Regions from separate parts of the Sus scrofa genome. Here region 1 is linked to region 2. Evidence: chromatin contacts called from public Hi-C data. All regions are on one chromosome and are shown on one strand. The core of a region is the stretch at or near the end of the contact, and the rest is flanking DNA. Distances in the headings are between cores, read along the strand shown.

Region 1 (6,287 bases), core at 3,061-5,560, 210 kb after region 2:
GAGTGCTCTTTCATTTCTAAGGATTCAGTTTTTTTGAGTTTATCCTTTTTCTTACTAATTTCTAGTTTCTAATATTGTAGTCAAAAGAACAGTGGCTTCACTCTTCCCTTTGAGAATCTGCCAAGTTTTTCTTGGCTGCCTCGAAGTAGGATCCAGGGACTTTTGAAAAGCTTGTTGATTCTCTGTAGGATAGAAACTTCATCGTATGGTCACTGATCAGAATTCTTAACCTTATTTTTCATTTTTATACGAGCTTCTATTCAACCTGGAGAGGTACGTTCAAAATCCCTTCCTATCTGCTGCCTTTGGTGTCGGCTTCTGCTGTTTTCTGGAACCACCATTCCTGCTGTGCCCTCACATCTCCAGGCAGATCTGGCTCCCTCTCTTCCTTCAGCTTTTGTTGCACTTGCCTGGGCGCTGACTGCTGTGAACAGGATGAGTGGGATTTTGTTTTCTTCGTTCAACTCTCCCTGCCCTCATGACGTCTGCAGTCTAGCTGTTGAGACCAACAGTGAGTGAATCATCCCATGAGTTGCAGTACAAAGTACAACCCAACCATGAAGGCAAACCCCACTTTACTGGGGATGCAACTGAGGCTGAAGCATCAAAAAAGATCCGTATGAGGAAGTGACATTCTAGGGATAAGCAGATGTTGGCCTTGTGAAGATGGGTTAAGAGCCTTCCAAGTGGAAAGTGCAGCACGTGCAAAGGTCCGGAGGCAGGAACTTCAGCCAGGTGCGGCCACTGAGAAGGAGGGGGTACAGCTGATTGTGGAGCAGTGGGAGCCACATGAGGGCTTTTGAATCCAGTGCAGGTGCAGCAGGGAGCACTGAGGGTATGAAGCAGGGCTGGGGGAGGGGGAAGGCAGAGCTGGGGCGGAGGCAGAGGCCAGAGGCCAGGTTGTGGCCGGGAGAGCCAATGGTGGACTCAGCCAGGGCTGCAGAAGAGGAGAAAGCAGGGGATGGGGGTGATGGCTGCCCTAAGCTAGGTGGGGGTAGAAAAAGGGGTGCAGAGATACCCAGGCCCGGTAAAGAAGTGGAAGTTGGCATTAGAGAGGTGAGTTATCACAGACATGGAGAAGAGACTTGTGGTTGCCAAGGGGGGGAGGAAGGGGGGAGGGGTCTGGACGGGGAGTTTGGGGTTAGTAGATGCAAACCATTCCATTTAGAAGGGACGAGCAATGAGGTCCTGCTGTCGAGCACAGGGAGCGGTATCCAGTCACTGTGGTAGAAGGTGACAGGAGAGACTATGAGAAAAAGAACGGGCTCGCTATGCTGGACAGCGGACATTGACAAAACCCTGTAAATCAGCTGTAACTTTTTTTTTTTTTAATTTAAAAAGAAATGTAAGTTGTAAGGGTAGGGGGAGCTGCGTGGGCCTTCGCGCCCGGCTGCGACGGAGGGAGAAGGTGCAGGAGTCCAGAGGGAGCCCCGCTGGACTGGGGTGGGAGGCTGACTTCGAGGGGCCTGGCGGGGCGCAGGAAGAGGCCGTCCCAAGGGAAGGGGTGCTGGGAGGAGGAACCAGGGAGGCCATCTGGTGGCCTCGCCCTTCCTGCAAGGAGGCCTGGGACGTCCATTCCTCCCGGGAGGCAGCCCACACCCGAGGGGAGGCAAGGGGCGGAGGAGAGCCACCCCGGAGAGTTCCAGGCCCTGGGAACCTTCGCGAAGCAGGAATCGGGGTGCGGGGTGGGGCGTGACCGGACATCCCGCGGCCCGCCGCCCTCCAGGTGTGCGCGGGCGGGCCGGCCGGCCGGTGAGCCTCCCATCTCCTGCGTTACCTCCCTCGGAGGGTGGCCCAGCCTCCGGCACGGCCGCCTGGGACAGGGCTGCCCGCCAAGTGCCCCCAGGTCCTGGGAGCGGGGTCCCAGAGCTCCTTCCACTCCTGCAAAGGCCGGGGCAGAACCGCCTGTGCTGGAAGCGGAGGGTGGGAGGGGGGTGTCCCCCTGGTGGCCCTGGGACAGGCTTTACCCCGCCCCACTCGGGCAGAGGGCAGCGGGTGGCAGGAGGAAGGGCGGCGGGCGGGGGTCGGGCTCGGCGGGGCGGGCCCTGCGGGGTCCGGCCTCCCGGGGGGAGGGGCCCGCAGCCCGCTGGCCACGCCCCCAGCAAGGTGCGGCCTGCCGGGCAGCGGGGACAGCGGGCCCCCGACAAGCCCCTCTCAGCCTGCCTCCGCGCCCAGTTCTCCCTGCGGCTTGGGATTCAGAGCCGCGCACACAAGTCCCCTGCGTGAAAAGCCTCCTGCCGCCCCGACATGCAAGAAGGAGCGCCCCGTGGCTGCAAATGCAGTGACTCAGTGTCTGGTTTTCTGCAGGCGTTTTTCCTAAACCAGCTGTTTAAAAATATAATTATCCCCTTGTGGCTCAACCCGACATAGTGTCCAGTTCGATCCCTGGCCTCTCTCGGTGGGTTAAGGATCTGGCGTTGCTGCAAAATGTGGGGTAGGTTGCTGACGCAACTGGGGATCCCAAGTGGCTGTGGCTGTGGCTGGCATCCGCAGTTCCTCTTAGACCCCTAGCCTGGGAACTTCCATATGCTACAGGGGCGGACCTAAAAAGACAAAAAAAAAAAAAAAGAGAGAGAGAGAGAGAGAAGAAAAATGTACATAATTAGAGGAGTTCCTTGGTGGCTCAGCAAGTTAAGGATCCAGCATTGTCATTGCTGTGGCTCAGGTTCCATCCCTGGCCCAGGGATCTTCCGCCTGCCAGGCCCACAGCCAAATAAGTAAATTAAAAAAAAAAAAGTAATTAGACAAACAATGCATCTTTGTAGAAAACTTGGAAAGCCCCACAAAAAAGCAGAGATAAGAAAAGTCCTTCATATCACTGCCCCCTAGTGGTGATAACGCCTCCTTACACTCTGGGATCTCTCCCTCCTCCCACGTGGACCATTTTATGGGGGAGCCACATTGTATAACTTGGTCTCATCTGCTTCTTCTTTGGTTCAGCATTTTAACATAAATATTTTCCCACATTTTAAAATTTCTTCCTAAATATTGTTTTAGTAGCTACATAGCAGAGTCTCTCATAAGCAATTTTTTTCGTCACCACCCTGTTGTCTGCTCTTTTTTCCATAATTATACATCTACAATGGACATCTTCATTATTGTGTCTACGTTTCGTGTTATTAACTTAGGGTAATTCCCAGAAATAGAATGACTGGATCGAAGGGTATCCATGATTTTGAAGTTACTGGCACATAATTGCCAGATTGCCTTTCAGGAAATTTTTACCAATTTATCTTCTGTTAGTAATGATACGAGCACCTGTCGCATTTCACAATGCCTTGACTAGCACTGAGTGTTATTTGTAAAATGGATTATTTGGATGTTTGCTTCTTTTTTCCTTAAAAGTGAGGTTTTTCCAGATACTTATTAGTCATTTGTCTTTCAGAACTGTTCAGCCAAAAACATCATGAGGATCCGTCTTGACGTCTTGGACCGCCCCCCCCCAATCTATCTAACCCCACCGCATGTCAGTCTAGCGTTTTGGCAGGCTCCTCGGGCCAGCCTCAAATGGCCATCTTCCCCTTCCCCTGCTCTGGCTGCCAGGATGCCAGGTGATGCCACGTCCCTTCCTCCCAGCAGGTATTTAAAGCTGCTGGAAGCCACCAGGTTGTGAATTTTCCCAGTGAATGGAGGCAAATACTGGCCCAGAGAAAGGAAGCCAGAATAGTGGTTCTTGCTCAGCTCTTCCGAGGGCTTTGACACACATCACCTGGTCAACGTTTGAGTTTATAGAACAGGAAATGTACACTTGGAGTTCTCGTCATGGCTCAGTAGGTTAAGAACCCATCATGTGTCCGTGAGGATGAGGGTTCGATCCCTGGCCTTGCTCAATGGGTTAAGGATCCGGCGTGGCCATGAGCTGTGGTGTAGGCCAACAGCTGCAGCTCTGATTAGACCCCTAGCCCCGGAACCTCCATATGCCACGGGTGCGACCCTTAAAAATGAAAGAGATGTACGCTGAGGGGGCCACCCACCAGTTGTTGGGAAGAGGCGATGAGAAAACCACCACGAACTGGGCACCTGCTGTGGGTCAGGCCCTTGGTCTGCTAAGTGGGTACCCGTCTCTTCATTTGACTATAAGGAGACCAAGGCTTGGGTGGGTGAGATGAGACCCCTGGGATCGCTCAGGATAAGAGGCGGAGCTGGATGTGAACCCAGTCCTGGGGGCGCCAGGGTGCAGACTCCCATCCTCCACATCACCGCCAGTCAGGGCTGTGGGGGAACAACAGCAACCCTAGGTGTCCCCAGAGCAGACGACGCCCCTTGGGCGTCGGTGGGCACCTCCCTGGCAGTAAATAAACATCTGTGAACGGTGCCAGAGCCTTGACGTGGGACCCAGGCCTGGTGGAAACTCCCGGCATAGTGTTCCGGAACATTCCAAGCAGAGTTCACTCGGGGGCCAGAGGAGAAAGTCCCGGCCAAAAAGGATAATTACTCCCTTACAAGCGAAGTGAAATAGAGGGTTAGAGCGAAACTATTTCGTCCTGATTATCCTGCCCCTTCAGTCAGGACAGTGTTCTTTCGACAAAGAATGTCTGTACTCTGAGGGGAATGCGTTTATCGTGGCCTTGCTGACAGAGCTCACAATATTTATTGAAAGTTTCAGCTGTCACTTCTGTATAAATAAACAGAATGAAGTGGGCAGCTGACTGCACTTGGGAGATATTTTTAGGCGGGGATGGCTTTGCAGACTGGCAGGGCATTTCAAGGAGACCCTGGCTGGTCCCAGAATAGCCCACCACCGGCTCGGGATGGGCGTGGCCTCCCGTGGGGTCCCTGGTGTCACAGGTTCCTGGGGCAGGGGCTCCTTCCCACCCAGGCTGGCCAGCCCGGAGATGGCGCCACCTCCTTGTGGGACCGTCTCTGTTCCAGAACCTTCTCCAGCGAGCAAACTGGAGGGTTGCCGGTCTGTCACTGGGTCTGCAGAACACTGAAAACCACTCGTTGGTTTGGGGGGTCTGAGGTGGGGAAGAAGACAACCATGCCGCCCTAGAGCTGATCCACAGTCAGCTCAAGAGAGTTCCCTGGTGGTCTAAAGGTTAGGACCTGGCACCTTCTGCTGTGGCCTGGATTCAGCCCCTGGTCTGGGGAGTTCCCGTTGTGGCTCAGCATTAACGAACTCGACTAGCAGCCATGAGGATGCGGGTTGGATCCCTGGCCTCACTCAGTGGGTTAAGGATCCGGCGTTGCCGTGAGCTGTGGTGTAAGTCGCAGACGTGGCTCAGACCTGGCGTGGCTGTGGCTCCGATGAGACCCCCTAGCCTGAGAACCTTCATATGCCATGGGTGTGGCCCTAAAAAAAAAAGAAAAAAAAAAGGCCCTGGTCTGGGAACTGAGATCTCACATCAAGCTGTGTGAGGGGGAAAAAAAAAAAAAAATTTTTTTTTCCTTTGGCCAAAAAAAATTGCTAAAGAAAACCAACCAGCTCAAAAGGCTGGACTTGGGATTTTAACAGTCCCTGACACATATGTACTAACCTTGTGATAGGCCTTTGATAAACACTTATTCTTTTTTTTTTTTTTTTCCACAATGAGACCCCGTCTGTTCTGACTTCCTCTGGCTTTTCCACTTCTGCTTTCCACTTGCAACATGAGTCCTTGTTCACTTGGAAAACCACACACCCCTGGGGCATGGATCTTACCTACCCCCCCGCTGCCTCTGCCCACGCTCTCCCGCATGGCGTGCCAGTCTAGCCACTCACACAGACCAAGGGAGTCTGCAATGACCCAGTGGGCAGCCAGGGCAGGAAAAAACAAACAAACAAACAAAAAAGCAGTGACCCAGCAACTTAGAGACCATATGATGGGGGCTGGGGTCGAGGGATGCTTGGGTGCCGGAGAGCCCCAGCCTTTTCCTTACAGCCCTTCCAGGCCGCCCTGATTCTCTCATCAATGTTGACTTATGGCCTCTGCTCCATTTGCTCACTTCCTGGACAAAATTAAGGGAAAGTATATTCTCTATACCTTCACTGGTACTGTGTATGGAGCTCTTCCTCTCTTTGTGTGGGTCCAAAATTGCTTCTGTTCTATATATATCTATATATATATTTGTCTTTGTCTTTTTAGGGCTGCACCCACGGCACATGGAGGTTCCCAGGCTAGGGGTCAAATCGCAGCTACAACTGCCAGCCTACACCACAGCCACAGCAACGCAGGATCTGAGCCACATCTTTGACCTACACCACAGTTCATGGCAACGCCAGATCCTTAACCCACTGAGCAAGGCCAGGGATCAAACCCGCAACCTCATGGTTCCTAGTCAGATTCATTTCCACTGTGCCACAATGA
Region 2 (6,381 bases), core at 1,622-4,121:
CTTCACCCATCACTGTCCGCCGTGCGGTACCCCTGGCTTCCAGCTGGATGGACACACACGTGAAATCACTGAACCAGGTGCCAGGGAGCCGTGTTCCGGACCCAAGACCAGCCCCTCAGCCTCCCCTTCCTGTTGTTTGACCCTCAGACCCCCTGAGCCAGAGCGCCCACAGGGTCGGTCCCTCCCCCCCGCAGTGGTGAACTAGGCTCCCTCATGCCACGTGGTTGCCTGGATAGCCTCCTGGTCTGTGTGCTTGTAAGACTGACCCCACCTCAAGCCTGTCTTCATCTTGGTGTCCCAGGGACCCCAGCAAATGCAAACCTTGTGCCACGCTTCCCGTCTTACCATCCCTAACGACCCCCCGCCCCCGTGCCTTCCAGCATAAATGTTAACAGCTAGTCTCTCTCTCCTCGCTCATCGCCTGCCTCTCTCCCAGGGCATCTCCCACTGCCAAAGGCACGGTGCAGGGTCTCCCATCACATCCCATCCTTCTACACTCAGTCTGCCCTTCCTCCAGGAAGCCCTCCCTGACTTCCCTAGGCTGGGGTAGGAGCATTCACACTCCCCGTATATTAATCTCAGGGCACTTCCTGTGCGATTTGGTTTACAATAGTTTTTTTTTTTTTCTTTCTGAATCAATGAAGAAATTACCAACAAAGGTAAAAATTGCTGGCAAAAGGAAACGTTTGATTTATTATATTAAGTATCATACATGATTATTGTAGAAAATAATAAGGAAAATTCAGGCAATAAGAGAAAATAAAAATTAGGCCCTGTTCTTTTATCTATGGGTGTTTTTGAACATAGTCCCAATTGTATATTTGGAAATATTGCATTTTTATTCTCTTTTTTAAAGAAAGAAAGAAGGGGAATTCCTGTTGTGGCTCAGCAGGTTAAGCCTTGACTAGTATCCATGCAGACTCCCTGGTTTGATCCCTGGCCTCACTCAGTAGGTTAAGGATCTGGCATTGCTGTGGCTGTGGTGTAGGCCAGCAGCTGCAGCTCTGATTCAAACCCTAGCCCAGAAACTTCCATATGCTGTAGGTGTGGCCATACAAAGAATAAAAAAGAGTAAATAATTTTTTGTACTTCAAATGCTCTCCTTAAATTAGAATATTAGACTTTAAAAGTATAAACAGGCGTTCCCATCATGGCGCAGTGGAAACAAATCCGACTAGGAACCATGAGGTTGCAGGTTCGATCCCTAGCCTCACTCAGTGGATTAAGGATCCCATGTTGGTGTGGCTGTGGTGTAGGCCGGCAGCCATAGCTCTGATTGGACCCCTAGCCTGGGAAACTCCATGGGCCACCACTGTGGCCTGAAAAAGCAAAAAGAAAGAAAGAAGGAAAGAGAAAGAAAGAAAGAAGGAAGGAAGGAAGGAAAGAAAGAAAGAAGAAAAAGCAAAGTATATAAACATATTTGAGGATCCTACTAGGTTCCCCACTGCTTTACTGAAACCTGGTGTCAGTTACATTTACATCTGTGTTGCTGGAAACGAAGTGTCCTCCTCGCCACAAAACCCAGCGCTGTGGTTATCCTTAGCCTTTGTCAAGGTGAGAGCGAAAAACGGGTGCCTCTCGATTCCTCATTTTTTGAAGTTCTTTTTCAAACTGTCAAAACACATCCTGGGGTGCAAGTTTTGTTTCCTCGGTGATTTGTAGTTTACTTATGAACCCGTTTCAGAGCTACTGCAGGATCTCAGCTGGGATTAGGAGTTGAACGTCTTCTCATCGCCTGAAAGAAGCATGGTTAGCCAGGTACTGGATGGTCCTACAATAGCTTCTCCACTGGTCGGACCTATAAGACGTTGACGCCGTCATGGTGTGCTGAGCGGACGAATGAGAGCAGAGAGCTGGACTTATATTAAGTGGGACCAAAAAGATGTCCCCACCTCAGATAAACGCATGCATACTCCTCTCTTTAAAAATACCATGATCTTGGAGTTCCCTTTGTGGCTCAGTGGGGTAAGAACCTGACACAGTCTCTATGAGGACACAGGTTCGAACGCGGTCATCCCTCAGTGGGTTAAGGATCCGGTGTTGCTGTGAGCTGTGGTGTAGGTCTCAGATGCGGCTTAGATCCCGTGTGGCTGTGGCTGTGGTGTAGGCTGGGGGCTATAGCTCTGATTCGACCCCTAGCCTGGGAACCTCCATATGCCACAGGTGTGGCCCCAAAAAGAAAAGGAAAAAGATATCACCATCTCCTTAAACACCAGCTGGCTGTTCCATCACGTTGTCCCCTAGGAAACAGCTGCTGATGAACAGAAGCCTAGCGGGTCTCTTGAATTTCCACCCACGTGTGAGGGTGTCCACTGGACAAAGCCTCGAGCACCACCGCCTGGAGCAGCTTGAGTCAGCTTCTGGAGGGAGATCAAGAGAGTCTGGAAACATCTGAATATTAGACACCAAATCATTTAACAAAAACCAGCTGGGAGGAGTAGGTTTTCCTGTGTTCTTGGACATTTGACAAATGGTGGTAGATGGTTATAATTACAAAAGGGAAAAAATAACACATTATCTAAGGATGATTTGTCAGTTGCGTTTTTTTTCATGGAGAGGAAAAAGTCTGAAATGTCCCCAATAAAGCTATTTGCGGCTGTCCTAACACGGCTGGTGGAGCGGAAAGTGGTCCTGCTGAGACGGAGGTCGCTCTGTTCTAGGTGTGGCCGCTTTGCCCACGTGACCTTGGACAGGTCACTCGCCAAGACTGAAATAATGCGGGGTTCTCTTGTGGCGCAGCGGGTTAAGGATCCAGCGTTGTCACTACAGCGGCTCAGGTCACTGCTTTGGTGGGGGTTTGATCCCTGGCCCAGGATCTCACCACCTCGGGCACTGTGGGGTGGGGGGGCTGGACTAAGGACATCTTCTCGGAGCAGGGACCAGGCCAGATCATGTCTGGAGGCCCCTTCCAGCTGTGCTTCTAAGGAGATGGAGGCCGTCCGATGGAGGCTGGGATGGGGCAGGAAGGAGCCAGGACCCTGGGGGAGGGCAGCCCAGCTGAGCTCCTGGGGCTTGGCCAGTCCTGAACCTGTGTCAACTGGAGCACATCACTCAACCCCGGGCCGAGGTCTCCACAGTCGTGCGCAGGAATAACAATACCCACCTTTCAGGCTGTCGAGGCATCAACGAGACACACACGAAAAGGGCCACTGCAGCATCTGACCCAGGCTGCGGTGGTCAGAGGACCCTGTGATGAGGGTCCTGGGACCTTGTTCATGCGGCTCTGTGTGCCGGTGCTCACACCTGCTCCGCCGGCTGCAGGACCCTGGCAAGTGGCTCAGCCAGTCCCCGCCTTGGTTTCCTCGTCCTCAGTCGAGAGCGAGAGCTTTCTCCTGGTAGGGCTGTCGTGAGACATAGCAAAGTAAGGCATGTCTGGCATTTTGATAACATTGGGCACGTGGTGTCCCCTTGAGTGTCCAGCAGAGGTGTGAGCAGAGCACGGGGACGGGGGAGGGGGGCGGGCCTGTGGCTGTGGAGGGAGGCAGCCCCCAGTCCTGTCCGTCGAAGGTTCCCGTCCACCCCTCTTGTTTTCTCTGAAGAGATGTACAGTATCTTCAGGTCTTACACGGGAGAACCAGCCTATGGCATCTAAAAGGGGGCCCCGGGAGGAGTTCCCTGGTGGTCTAGTGGTTAGGATTCAGCACTCTCACTGCTGTGGGCTGGGTTCAGTCCCTGGTCTGAGACTGAGATCCCGTATCGAGCTGCTGTAAGCCGTGGCCAAATAAAAATAAAAATATAAAGGGTCCTGGGATTCTGAACTAAGGGAACCCCTTGCAGTTCGTGTGGCCGTTATGCTGGCACCAGCCTCCCGCCATGCAGGTGATGAGCAGGGAACTTGCATCACGGCAGGGTGCTGGCCGTGGACTGCGTGGCCATGTGCGCCGCACACGTACCCTGAGCTGCCGTGAAGGTGCAGGTCTGAGAGCCAGAGGCGTCTCACGTCAAGTCAGGCTCTGAGACACTTAGTCTCGAGGAAAACAAATGGTCCCACGAAAGCCAATTTGTTGCCCCGCAGAATAGAGTCTTTCTTGCTGTTGGACACTGACAGCAGACACTTTCCAGTCAGAAGGGGACCGTCCAGTGACCACATTCTTATGGAGTCTTTTGCATTCTCAGGGCAACCCCAGAGACATGCAGCAGGAAGAGCTGGGGGCAGGGGAGGGAGCCAGGGCAGGGGGGCCAGGGCCCTGCTGGGGCTTAGCAGCCGCAGCAGGCACCCACCGGCTTCTGGCTCCTTCTCCCGACTTCCGTGGTCCCCGTGGAGAAGCGGGCCAGGGACTGGGCCCCGGTCAGCGCCTGTTCTCTGTGTATCTGTGCAAAGCATGTGCGTGTTCCCCTTGTGAACAGCTCTCTGGGAAAGCTGGTTAGGTGATGGGAAGCTGGCAACAAATTTCTCGAGGCTTTTTCACAGTCACCAGGCTGAGAGTTTCTCCTCCTCCTTCTGCTCTCTGCATCTTTCCCTAAATGATGCGGATGGTACTATATCAGGTCCTCACAGTTTGTGGACGTCCACGGGAGCACATAGCAAGCATCTCAGTGTCAGGACACGTGGTCACAGGTGGACAGAGGAAGGGGCGGGCCCTTCATTTCTTATTTTGTTAGTGACTTTTTTTTTTTTTTTTTGGTTGCACCTGCAGCATACAAAAGTTCCTGGGTCAGGGCTCGAACCCATGCCACAGCAATGACGACAACAGATCCTTAACCTACGGCACCACAGGAAAACTCCATTCTTAATGAGTTTATTTTATTTTGTTTTATTTTGGGCCATGCCCGAGGCACGTGAAAGTTCCCAGGCCAGGGATCGAACCCGTGCCACAGCAATGACCCCAGCTGCTGCAGTGACAACACTGGATACTTAACCATTGTGCTGCAAGGGAACTCCCTGTCAGTGACTTTTTAAATTCAATAAAGGAGTTCCCATCATGGTGCAGTGGGAACAAATCTGACTAGGAACCATGAGGTTGCAGGTTCGAGCCCTGGCCTCACTCAATGGGTTAAGGATCTGGCATTGCCATGAGCTGTGGTGTAGGTTGCAGATGCGGCTTGGATCCCACGTTGCTGTGGCTGTGGCTCCGACTGGACCCCTAGCCCGGGAGCCTCCATATGCTGTGGGTGTGGCCGTAAAAAGACAAAAGACAAAACATAAATAAATAAATAAATTCAATAGAGAACATAGAGACTCTTACAGTATAGATGGAAAATCTAGTTCTTCAGCAAAGAGAGAATTTTGTGTTCAATGAAAATTTAATGTCTCAAAAATAAAAATTGAACAGAAATCAAAGATTTAAAAATTCTTAGGTATCCGTCAGGATCATATTGTTCAGACTGGAAGCAGAACATTTTCCGCACCCGCATAACACAAATTTTATCTTGCCTTTAAACAAAAGTATTGACCTAAATTTAAGTTCGTTTTATATGTAGTTTATTATTCTGGTTGTTCTAAGAGAATAACTACTTTATCATATGTTGAAATAAGACCTTACCAATACCTAAGAACAGATGATATATATTTTAAAATATTTCCCTTAGTCTGAAGCTCTAAACAAATCTTGTAATGTGATTCATCTTGTGTCTTCAAGGATTGCTGTGGATAAACCACGAAATACTGACTTTCAGTGTCTTTTTAATAGTTACAGTTTTTCACTTCATAGGGCATTAATGAAATTCCTTCCCTGTTGGTGGAATTGTTAGAGTTTATGGGCGGAGTAGACTGGAGATCCCTAGTAGCTAACCAGCAGGTGAGCCAGAAGGTTAAGGATCCAGCGTTGTCACTGCTGTGGTGCAGGTTCGATCCTTGGCCTGGGAACTTTCCAGTGCCCTGGGTGTGACCCAAAAAAAGAAATGATGAGACTTATCAATGCGTGTACATTGCCTCTGTGAGTCAGAAGAGTGGTGACGTTTCTACGTTAAATAAAACGCTGACATAGGTGAGCTTGTTGCCCAAGTTCCTCAGCTGAGGGCCGGGCCCTCTTGTATTACAAACGCTCCAGTTTTTATAAATGATCTCAGGGAACAGAAGAAAGCTGGAGATTTGGTGTCGGGTTTGAAATCACCACCAGGAGGCAGAACAGACTCTTCTGTCACTGGCCCGTGGGATGAAAAGGCCACCGTCTGGTGGCAGGACGCCAGGCGGCACCTAGGAGGGTGATGTCCAGGTGACCTCTGGGAGCTTGCACTTTGCCCACGGGGCAAGGGCAGGGAGCCCATGGGCTTCACAGGAGGGCCCTCCTCCTCCCCACGTCCCTGGAATCATCTTGTTTCCTCAGAAACAAGGCTGAGTTGTCTGTCTGCATTCCCTTCCCCGGGCAGGGTGTGGGGGTGTTTCCAGTTAATGTGGCCGCACGTGTCACACGCCTCATTACTTAGTTAATTACTTATTGT

What was found. Hi-C and Micro-C count contacts between places; a contact is called where the count stands out from the background.
Region 1: a contact with region 2 is called in a Hi-C map of retroperitoneal adipose tissue, with 3 times the contacts expected there. The contact joins two enhancer-like sites. A contact is called at or near these places in 9 of 47 Hi-C or Micro-C datasets (alveolar macrophages, blood, embryonic fibroblasts and 5 more) and 1 of 2 datasets of contacts at active chromatin or transcription factors (alveolar macrophages).

Annotation. Positions count from the first base shown.
Region 1 is chr15:137,525,066-137,531,352 of Sscrofa11.1, forward strand. The region is part of intron 2 of RAMP1 (receptor activity modifying protein 1); the gene reads left to right. Among named protein-coding and RNA genes, the nearest start is that of RAMP1, 38 kb to the left of the region's middle. Within about 2 kb of position 4,311, at least 23 of the 83 cell types and tissues checked have an H3K27ac peak or open chromatin away from gene starts, as enhancers often do. A contact at or near this core is called in retroperitoneal adipose tissue, where this site is marked.
Region 2 is chr15:137,321,165-137,327,545 of Sscrofa11.1, forward strand. The region is part of intron 1 of LRRFIP1 (leucine-rich repeat flightless-interacting protein 1); the gene reads left to right. Among named protein-coding and RNA genes, the nearest start is that of LRRFIP1, 41 kb to the left of the region's middle. Within about 2 kb of position 2,872, at least 5 of the 83 cell types and tissues checked have an H3K27ac peak or open chromatin away from gene starts, as enhancers often do. A contact at or near this core is called in retroperitoneal adipose tissue, where this site is marked.